Regions from separate parts of the Gossypium hirsutum genome. Here region 2 is linked to region 1. A link is a contact called in public Hi-C data. All regions are on one chromosome and are shown on one strand. The core of a region is the stretch at or near the end of the contact, and the rest is flanking DNA. Distances in the headings are between cores, read along the strand shown.

The links. A called contact is a pair of places that touch in the nucleus more often than the background predicts.
Region 2: a contact with region 1 is called in a Hi-C map of leaf, with 4 times the contacts expected there. The contact joins the promoter of LOC107941659 here to the enhancer-like site in region 1. A contact is called at or near these places in 5 of 34 Hi-C or Micro-C datasets (callus, hypocotyl, leaf and 1 more).

The regions. Positions count from the first base shown.
Region 1 is chrD07:39,889,952-39,894,832 of Gossypium_hirsutum_v2.1, forward strand. No RefSeq gene overlaps it. Among protein-coding and RNA genes, the nearest start is that of LOC121219633, 62 kb to the left of the region's middle. Within about 2 kb of position 2,895, at least 8 of the 9 cell types and tissues checked have an H3K27ac peak or open chromatin away from gene starts, as enhancers often do. A contact at or near this core is called in hypocotyl and leaf, where this site is marked.
Region 2 is chrD07:39,990,205-39,995,417 of Gossypium_hirsutum_v2.1, forward strand. LOC107941659 (MLO-like protein 10) reads left to right here and starts at 3,570. Exons shown (of 16, transcript XM_016875235.2): 1 at 3,570-3,961; 2 at 4,055-4,288; 3 at 4,518-4,575; 4 at 4,708-4,928. The coding sequence starts at 4,097.

The sequences.
Region 1 (4,881 bases), core at 1,645-4,144:
AGTGCTACATAATCAAATCGCACACTTAGTGCTACATAGTCAAACTCGCACACTTAGTGCCGCATGGTCAATTCGCACACTTAGTGCATCATATTCATTTCGCACACTTAGTGCAACATAGTCAAATCGCACACTTAGTGCTGTACAATTTAATCCCGCGCACTTAGCGCCAATCTCATGGTCATAAATGGTTATCCCGCACGTTTAGTGCCGAGATCGACAACTCAGTACATCTTACCTCTTTTCTTTCATTCAACAATTTCATCATCACATACGTACATGCACATATATATATATGTATATTTATTCATTCCATTCAGCATCAATACATAAACATTATGACCATTGAAATAATACCAACTACATGCTTAATGACTTACCTCGTGTTGGGTAAGACGGTTCCAACTCGGCTACTCGATAACCTTTTCTTTGCCTTTGCTCGATTCACCTCCTTTAACTCCTCGAGCCAAATCAATAATTTAAAATAGTCATTAATCGACTATTCAAGTATTACTTTCAGAATAATATATATATTGATTTGACTTTCACACACATAGATTATAGTAAGCTTTATAATAGTCAATAAATAACTCATTGGCAAATTTTCATTAATGTTTACAACAAAATCACATATTCACTACGAGCTGTTTTCCTGAGCAGTAGTCGGTAAATTGTTTATAACTGGAGCTACAAAACTCCAAATCACTAGCCGTTAATTTTCCCTGAATATAGACTCGTATATTTTCCATCCATAAAATTTTCAGAATTTTTGGCTTGGCCAATCAATACCAGATTTTTCTTAAAGTTTCCCCTGTTTCACTGTTTGACTATTCTGACCACTCTTCACTACGAATCAAATTTCTCATTTTACAGAATTCATTAAGGAGTCTAAGCATATAAATTTTATCTTATAATCATTTTTGTACAATTTATAATGATTTTCTAAAAACAGAACAGGGAATCTAGTAGTCATTTTGACTCAGCCCCACAATACTTCAAATATCTCAAGATCGGTAACTCTTTTGTTTTCATAGTTTCTTTTGTAAGAAAATAGACTCTTCAAGCTTTAATGGCATAATTCACTCAGCTTCTAATTCAACTCCTACAAATTATGGCGATTTTCCAAAATCACCTTACTGCTGCTGTCCCCAAACAAATTATTACCGAATCAAATACTAACATTAGCATTTCACCTTAATAGCTAGCTTGCCAAGCCTTAATTTAACATATTTTCATTCAATTTAGTCTAATAACGCATAAATGGGTAAATTACATTTTTACCCCTAATATTTCGCACTTTCACAATTTAGTCTCTATTCCACAAAACACAAAATACACAAAGTTTGGTCACACTCCTTAAGGGCCGAATCTTCCTAGTGCCCATATAAGTCCATACATCTCATTTATTTCACCTTTGAGTCCTTCAAAAATTTGTTTTTGTAATTTAGCCCTAACTACTCAAAATCACCAAAAACTTCAACACAAAACATATTAATCTTTAACATATCTTTCACTTTTCATCAACAACTATCAAAAAGCTCAAGCACTCATCAATGGCAAAACACAAAATCATCATCAATCCACAAAATTGAACCATGGGTTTTTTTGAACTCAAGTCAACTACTAAAACATGCATGCATCTCAAGAACAACATCAAACATACCTTAGTCTAGCAAATCACCATAGCCGATTTTCTCAAGCTCTTCCCCTTCCTTTCTTTCCTCTATTCGGCCAAAGGTGTTCAAGAATGAACACACATTTTTTTTGTTTTCTTTCCTCAACTCACGGCAACAAGGGGGGGTATGGATGAGACCATTTTTTTTTTCATCACCCTTCCTTTTCATTGTTTAATTCCTTTCTTTAATTTATTTTAATTATCATGCTTAATATTTTATTTTCCTTACCATACATCACTAACACAACATGTTGGTGACATGTTTCCACCCATAGCATGGCCGGCCACTACATATTAGGGAGGGGGAATTTGACATGCAAGTCCCCTTTTTCTTCCACATGCACTAATAGGTCCTCATGCATTGACCTATCACATTTTAAAATTTTCTCATATAAGTCCTATTGACTAAATTCACATGCAATCGACTAAATCGAAGCTTGAAATTTTCACACATTCATTATTACATATTCTAGATAATAAACATCACATTCAAACCTTTCGGTGACTCGGTTTAGCGGTCCCGAAACCACTTCCTGACTAGGGTCAATTTTGGGCTGTCACACCTTGAGGGGTTTGCTAAAGATGAAAGTTGTGGACAAGCTAGACGGCTACTTAGGTCTTCCCATCCCTGTGGCTAAAAAGAAATCGAGCATCTTCCAAAATATCGTGGACCATATTGCGAGCAGAATTAATAGCTGGTCGAAGTATCTTTTATCGAAGGGTGGCAAGGAGATTTTTATTAAGTCTATTGTCCAAGCAATCCCGACTCATGCTTTCTTGGTCTTTATGGCTCCAAAAGGGGTGATTGAGGAGATCCAATCCATGATGTGTCAGGTCTGGTGGGGAGGGAGGGAGAGGAATAGGGGCTAGAGCATGTTGCCTTGGGACCGACTGTGTCATCCCAAAGTGAGCGGCCTTGGTTTCAGGGATTTAAGGTTGTTTAATGTTGCTCTATTGGGAAGGCAGGTGTGGCGCCTCATTCAGTGTAAGGACACTCTTTGCTATAAGGTCTTAAGTGCAAAGTATTTCCCTGATGGCAACGTCTTCCTCCCTAAGTGCATGGATAAACCCTTCTATAAGTGGTAGAGTAATGCTCAGGCCATTAAACTTCTTACCGAGGGTTTTGTGTGGACTGTCGGTAATGGTAAGAGTATTAGAATTTGGCATGACAACTGGGGCTTTGAAGGACTGTCGGGCAAGTCTATCTACATTGACAAAAGCTGGGTTAAAGAGGGTTTCGTAAGGGATCTATTCAACGAGAGCCAAGACGGCTGGGACAAGGATAGGGTGTCGAATATTTATGGGGAAAATATGGGGGACAAAAATTTGCAATATCCCCATTCTTAATGATGGTCTGGAAGATCGACGTACTTGGTTCCATAATCCTCATGGGGTGTTTTCTAAATCTGCATACCTATGGCTAATCCTCAAATAGATCGGGTTCGATCCTCATATGATTTTCTGGCGAATCATCTATAGGCTTAAAACACTCCCGAAAATTTGCATATTTTGCTAGAGACTCGGCCATAACATCTGCCAATGTATGAAAAATATCTAGTATCCAGAGTGGCTTCAACGAACCTTATCCAAGATGAAGGAAAGAGAGGGAAACCCTCATGCTTGCATTGAAAAATTTTCCGAAGGCTCGCAAGGTGCTAGATTTTGGTGGTTTTGGTAATAAGCTCCTAAACGAAAATTATCTCCGATGTGTTGACTGGATTGAGGATGTTGCGAGAGTGCTGGACATCAAGGCGATCTCTGATTTCATCATCGTTCTCTAGAATGTGTGGAACAGCAAAAATAACAAAATCTTCAAGGGAGTCAAGGATGATGCTAAGGTGACCTAGGAACGGGCAGCGGCGTTGCGCAGGGATTTTCAAAATTTTAACTTCATGGAGGACCCGCTGCTCCCGAGAAAGCCTGACAAAATAGTCTGGAAAAAATTGCATCAGGGGATGATCAAAATTAACTTCGGGGCCATTGTTTATGAAAAGAAGGCGTACTACGGTTTGGTGGCAAGGGATGCTGATGGTTTTGTTCATGGCGGGCAGATGGGCCATATGAATAAGGAGTTGCATATTGAGTGGGCGGAACTGCAGGCTATGGAGGATAGCATTAAATTCGCTCGGTCAAATAATTGGGAAAATGTGAAATTGGAGTCTGACTGCGCAAGCCTTCTTAATCGTTTCAACAGGAGGCAGGAAGATCTGACGATGTTGGGCCACCGCCTGCGGGAAATCCAGAAGCAAACCCATTTTTTATTCAGTTTACTTTTATCTGGGCCCCACGCAGTTGTAATAAAGCTACTGATGTTCTTTGTACTTGGGCCAAAACTAATAATTGTTCTATGAATTTTAATATGGATTACCCTTCGGATATCCATGAAATTGTATTGAATGTTGCTATTAATTAAAGTTTGACCTTGGGATCTTTTTATCAAAAAAAATTTCACTGAAAATAGGCTGGTACACTTTTTGCGAGCTTTGGAAAAGAAGGAATGGTAAGAATGGAAAACTCTGAATGATTGATATATATCTATATGGCAAACTTTGAAGGAATGGAACATATGGTGAGCCTTGAAGGAATGGTTCTATTGAAATATTTTTGTGTGGCCAACATAAACTTAATACATGAATATCGAAATGGGTCATGCCGTAATGAGTTACAACTTCAAGTATGAGTCAAATGGACTTGAAGATCAAGTCGATTAACAGTATTTAATTTGTATGAAACTTAGAACGAGAATGGCTAAGGGACCTTAGAAAGGGATAAGTAGAGAATGTAAGTAATATATCGATAGACAAAGGGAGGAGCAGGATTTAAAGGTAAGGTATGATGTCTACGATACGAAGGATAGAAATTGTACTCGCCAAAGACAAAACATTGAATGAAGAACAATGATAGGCTCAACGAAGTTCTCAAACGTGTTGCATAAGTGTGAAATAGGTAAATGGAGTTTAAACTCACCAAGTTCTTGGAAAGATGGAAATGTGAAAGTGTACACAATCGCAACAAGTAATAAAGTGACAAGTAAATGTCAAGTTATCGTACCCACAAGGACTGTGAAAAAAAATATTTACGAAATGTAAATCAAACACTTTGGTGATTGAAAATATTTTAATCTTGAGGAAGTGATTAAAAACTAAAATTTCAATAACTAAAATAAAATAAAATAAAAATAAAAATTTCAATGCACGATTTCAAAG
Region 2 (5,213 bases), core at 2,320-4,819, 100 kb after region 1:
TATTTAGTCACAATGTCATTCCACTATAGTATCGTAACTGAGCTCTTCCTAATTGCATACCACTACGAAAGCTACTCAAAAAGTGCTCGTCCAAACACCTTGCCATAAGTGTGTTACCCTCATAGGATATTCTTAATATTTTTGGGATAAATCTGTTCTCCCAATATGATCCTAGTTTATCTCATGATAATCATTACATATTCCTTCATGAAAATCCAATTACTATCAAATAGTAATCAAGCCATTTATCACAAAGACAAACAATCCATAGCCACGTTTACTTTTCATTTATCATGTAATGTCGATGAAATGATATTATTTACGCATTAGTTGGACTATGAATTTCACTATTGTGAATGATGTTGTATATTGTAGAACTTTTATACCTAACACATTAGCTTTCAGTTAGTTATCTATTTGAACTCAAGCTTTTATTTATATCAAAGTATACAAGCCACACATAGATAGTCCATCATCCATTTAGGATTAAGGTATGTCACACTATGAACATCACAAGTGAATAAATCCATAAACAGATCTAGGTTGATGAACTGTCAGTCTAATCAGTCACATCTATGTCTCTATCTTCTAGGAGTCATCCGTTCCGATGCTCAAGACAAAACACCTCCCCAATTGGACATGCTAGATAACATATTAGTCCTTCTATCGGTTTTCTCTAATTTTTTCTATAAAGAACTTTAATGATTACGATTAAGATTTCTCCAATCTTTAAATGGATGTCAACATTATTGGTATCAAAATTCATTTAAATTTTTAGAAAAAAAAATCATTTTGACCTATTAAGATTAAAGGTATGATTATGGAAAGAATCTAGAAACCTTGACACTTTACCACGTTATTGCCTAGATTTTATTCCTTGACCAATTTACTAGTCTCGTTGAGTTTGGAATACTTGACCATAACTAATAAAAATTAAAGGACTTTAATATCCATAAATGTTGAAATACCTTTGAAAAAATTCATATTTTGAGAAATAGTTTCTAAAGGCACTTAGTTTAGAAAATATTTTAAAAGTCACAATATTTTGAAAAGAAAATGTTAGGTTTGACTTGAATGAACTTAAACAAAGAAGAAATTAAAAATTTTAATTTTAATTTCATTCATCCCAATCTATAATTACTTTTAAATGAATTTCTAGTTACCTAATTTCTTTTAACTTTTGAAAGCTTCCAAACCCTATAAAAAAATAATGGTAATTACACCAATAGTCACCCAGCTTTGATGTAGCTAACAAAACAGTCACTCTGCTTTTAATTCAGTCACTCAACTTTTGAAAAATAACAAATCAGTCACTAACGTTATCGAAAAGTGACAAATCAGTCACCCATTAACATTTTTGTTATAGGTTTAATGGGACAACTGACGTGGCTAGTTAACTAGCTGACATGGCCAATTAACTTGCCACGTTGGACATGAGTTAGACATGAGGAGCATAAGGGTCTTCTTTTTCTTCTCCTCTTCTTCTTCTTTAGCTAACCATTAAAAGGAAAATTTGCAAAACAAAACCTATAGCACTTTTAAGGTTGTTGACCCTTACCACTACCATAGTCATTGTTGTTGCCTCTGCTTTGCTTGCCGCCTTTGTTTTCTCTTCTTCTTCTTACTCCTCTTCTCACATTTCTTCTCATTTCCCTAAGAAACTAACAACCTAATTTCTTTTTCATTTACATAAAAATAAGAACCCAAAGCAAGACCTAGAAAAAAATTGAAGAGGGAGAAGGTTAATTGCTTTCTCCACCATCTGAAATCTTTGATGGTTAAAAAGTGAAGTTACAACACTTACCATTATTTTCAAGTATAAAAAGAAAACCTAGAAAATAATGTATATTTAATTAAAAGAAAAATAAGGTCAGTAAGTTAGAGCTGTGGGAAGAATAAGTGTGGTAGCCATAACAATTAGTTGAAGTTCAAAAAAGGGTCATCATTTTCAAAATTTTGAGGTTAAAAAAAATGTTTTCACCTTAAAAAATTCTCAAATCTCAAACCCTAATTTCTAATTTCTCCAACATCAATCGATAATTGTTTCATATTTGATGAGTTCTCTTAGAAATGTTTTCAAAATTGTCCCTTAGAACTCTCAAATCTCTATGGTTGGTTGAATGGACAAAAGAAGAGAAAAAGCTTGATTTACATTAATGGATTTTGAAGAACTGTAAAATGAAATGGAGCAACGTGAAAGAAAAAGGGCGACATCTCAATTTCTTCTTCTTCTTCTTCTTCTTCTTCTTCTTCTTCTTCTTCTTCTTCTTCTTCTTCTTCTTCTTCTCTTTCTCTTCTTCTTCTACAGCCTAGTTAGAGTTCTTAATTTGGGGCTGCTTAAACGAAAACAAGCACTCCAACGTAGCCGGTCAGATGACAGGTCACTTTTTTGTTATGTCTGTAATGGGACATGGTTAGTAGGACTGATTTGTTATTTTTCAAAAGTTGAGTGACTGAATTGAAAGCATAGTGACTATTTTGTCAGCTACATCAAAGTTGAGTAACTGTTGGTGTAATTTACCCAAAAACAAATATATTCTCTCTTACCACTTCTTAAAGAAACCTTAGGCTCTTTGTTCTCGTCAGTGTGGTGGCTTTTATTCATTTTTTTCTCTATTATTTGATTTCCTTTCTTTTTGTTGTTTTTAGGCACAATAAGTTTCTAGACTTTGCTCCCTCTCTCTTATACAACCTTTGGCAATTTATTTGAAAGGCTTCTCTCTCCAGTCGCCTTGTGTGGGTTTTTTCCCTTTTTGTCCACAACATTGAGCTTGGTCTTCTTGTTTTCTTATCGGCGGCCCTGATTTTCTGACTAGTTGGTATCGACGCTTCTTTGATTCCTCGTTGGCCGGTGTTTAATAGATCTTAGGATACAATTGACTAGTTTTGCTCATCTAGTGATTGAGGTCACATCAATGGTTTTGGGTTTTTCTTTTGTCATCGTTTCCTAGCTAGTTCCATGGTGGTTAATGATGTTTTTTTTATGGCTAGCCATGGCATGGTCTCTGATCAAAGGCGTTATGGACATCAAGGGCAACCTCTTTTGTCTACGACTTCCTTAACATCCCGGACTGTTTCTCCCTCCTTTTTCCGGTGATGACAATGTGTAGAATAGTGATTAGGGTTTGCTGTTATGTTTGGGAGTGGTTTCCCTGACGACTTATAAGCCCATGAGTTCAATTGTTGTATTTTTTAAAATTTTGATCTGTCTCTTTCTTAACGAATACTTTATGTTTGTAAAAAATATATATAAATATCTTCAAACAGCTATGGTAAGTTGTAACCACTAGAGATATCCAAAGTCGTATTAAAAAATAAAAAGAAAAAGCAAAAAGCACCGGGAATTGACGGTTGACCAAGGCAAAGGGTGTGCATACCTGTATGACACTCGCAGCGACTTAGGCCACAATTGAGAATCAAACCAAAAAAAAAGAAAATAATAATTAATGATCATATATGTTTTCCAAATGAGAACCAATAATGAAAAAGAAAGAGCAGGTCAGCGGATTTGGGATGTAAATTCATAATGGATTTATTCATTGGACAACTTGTGTTGCCTAATATGTCTAGATTTGGACATATTCATTGCCTGCCTTAATCAATGCCATCCACCCAGCTACCACTTTCTACGCCTTTTTTTTTTTTATGTGAACTCAAAACTGAAATGTTGAAACTGACCAAATCGACATATAACATTAAAATTAATTGACTTCACTTCCTCTAAATATTTAGCTCAACCCAAAATCAACAAAAACGTATATCGTACTTTAGCTGCCTAACCTAAACATCATTCCAACTTATCTCTTTCAGGTACTGAGAATTGGGAACCGCGTTCATATTCATGGTTTTTGACTCAGTATCGGTGGTGCAGCAGAGCATAGGCCCCCATTTCTGAACCTTCTTTCTTTCTTCCTTCCAAATCTCCATTTATTTAGCACTCCCTTTAACAACACCAAAGCTTGTATTTTCTCTTCTCCTATTTAAGTAATTACCACCACTACTTTTTTGTTCTTAATTTCAGGAAACCCAAATTAATATTCTGTCTTCAATACAGATTGCATTCTTTTTGCTGTTTTGCTCTGTGAGAATATAAAAAATGAAGGGGGTGTTGCTGTGGTACTGTTCGTGGGTATGGTTAACAATGGAGGGAGGAAAGGTAATGGGGGCAACCGAGAGTTCAGGGGAGAGGAAGCTTGATCAGACACCTACATGGGCGGTGGCTGGGGTTTGTGCTGTTATCATCATCATTTCTATTGTCTTGGAAACAGTTCTTAACAAACTTGGAACGGTAATCCCTCTTTCCCTTTTCCTTGTTTTTTTTTGTCGGTTTTGAAATTAAATTCACTTTATTACTTCCTTTAAATTCTGTGTTTCTTTCTTCTTTATTTTCCTTCTTTTTGCAAAATAGTTCTGTACCAATAATGCAGTATTGTGTTATTATTTCATTGAACCATGTTGAGCTTTCACTAATACTGTATCTGCCACCCTAATTTCTTTTTTTCTTTTGTGGCATTTAGTGGTTCACAGAAAGGCACAAGAGTGCTCTGTTTGAAGCCCTGGACAAGGTTAAAGCTGGTAAGTCTTGTACACACAAGTTGCTTCTTGAATATTCTCCATTTCAATCCCACTGCTGCTTTTATGGTTTCTATAAGATGCCGCTGCTTTGTCCCAATAAAGAGTTTTTCACAATTGACATGATTATTGTAGAGCTGATGGTTCTGGGTTTCATTTCGCTGCTCCTCACTTTTGGCCAGAGCTATATTGCCAGAATTTGTATCCCTATAGATGTTGCGAATACCATGTTGCCTTGTAAATCTGATAGTGAGAAAGACACCTCTGAAAGCAGTGAAGAAGAACACCGTCGAAGACTGTTATGGTTTGACCGTAGATCTTTGTCTACTATTTCAACTGCTCCTAAATGCAAGGAGGTGAGCCTAGGCCAGCATCTATTCATATCCGTTTATTATCATTATAATGAACTAATTATTTGTTGAAAACTGGATGTTTTGATCCCACATGTGTTGCCAATTTTGTTTCCTCCTAGAAATTGTTTATTTGTGTTCATGTACAGAAAGAAAGTAAAACCATATGTCAACTAGCATCTAAAGTAATAATTTGTTTGCTACATAGAAAAAAATATTGACCTTTTCATGGGGAGAGGGGTTGCGTGCCAGGAAGACCAATGATAAAGCTATATGGAATTCAATATATCT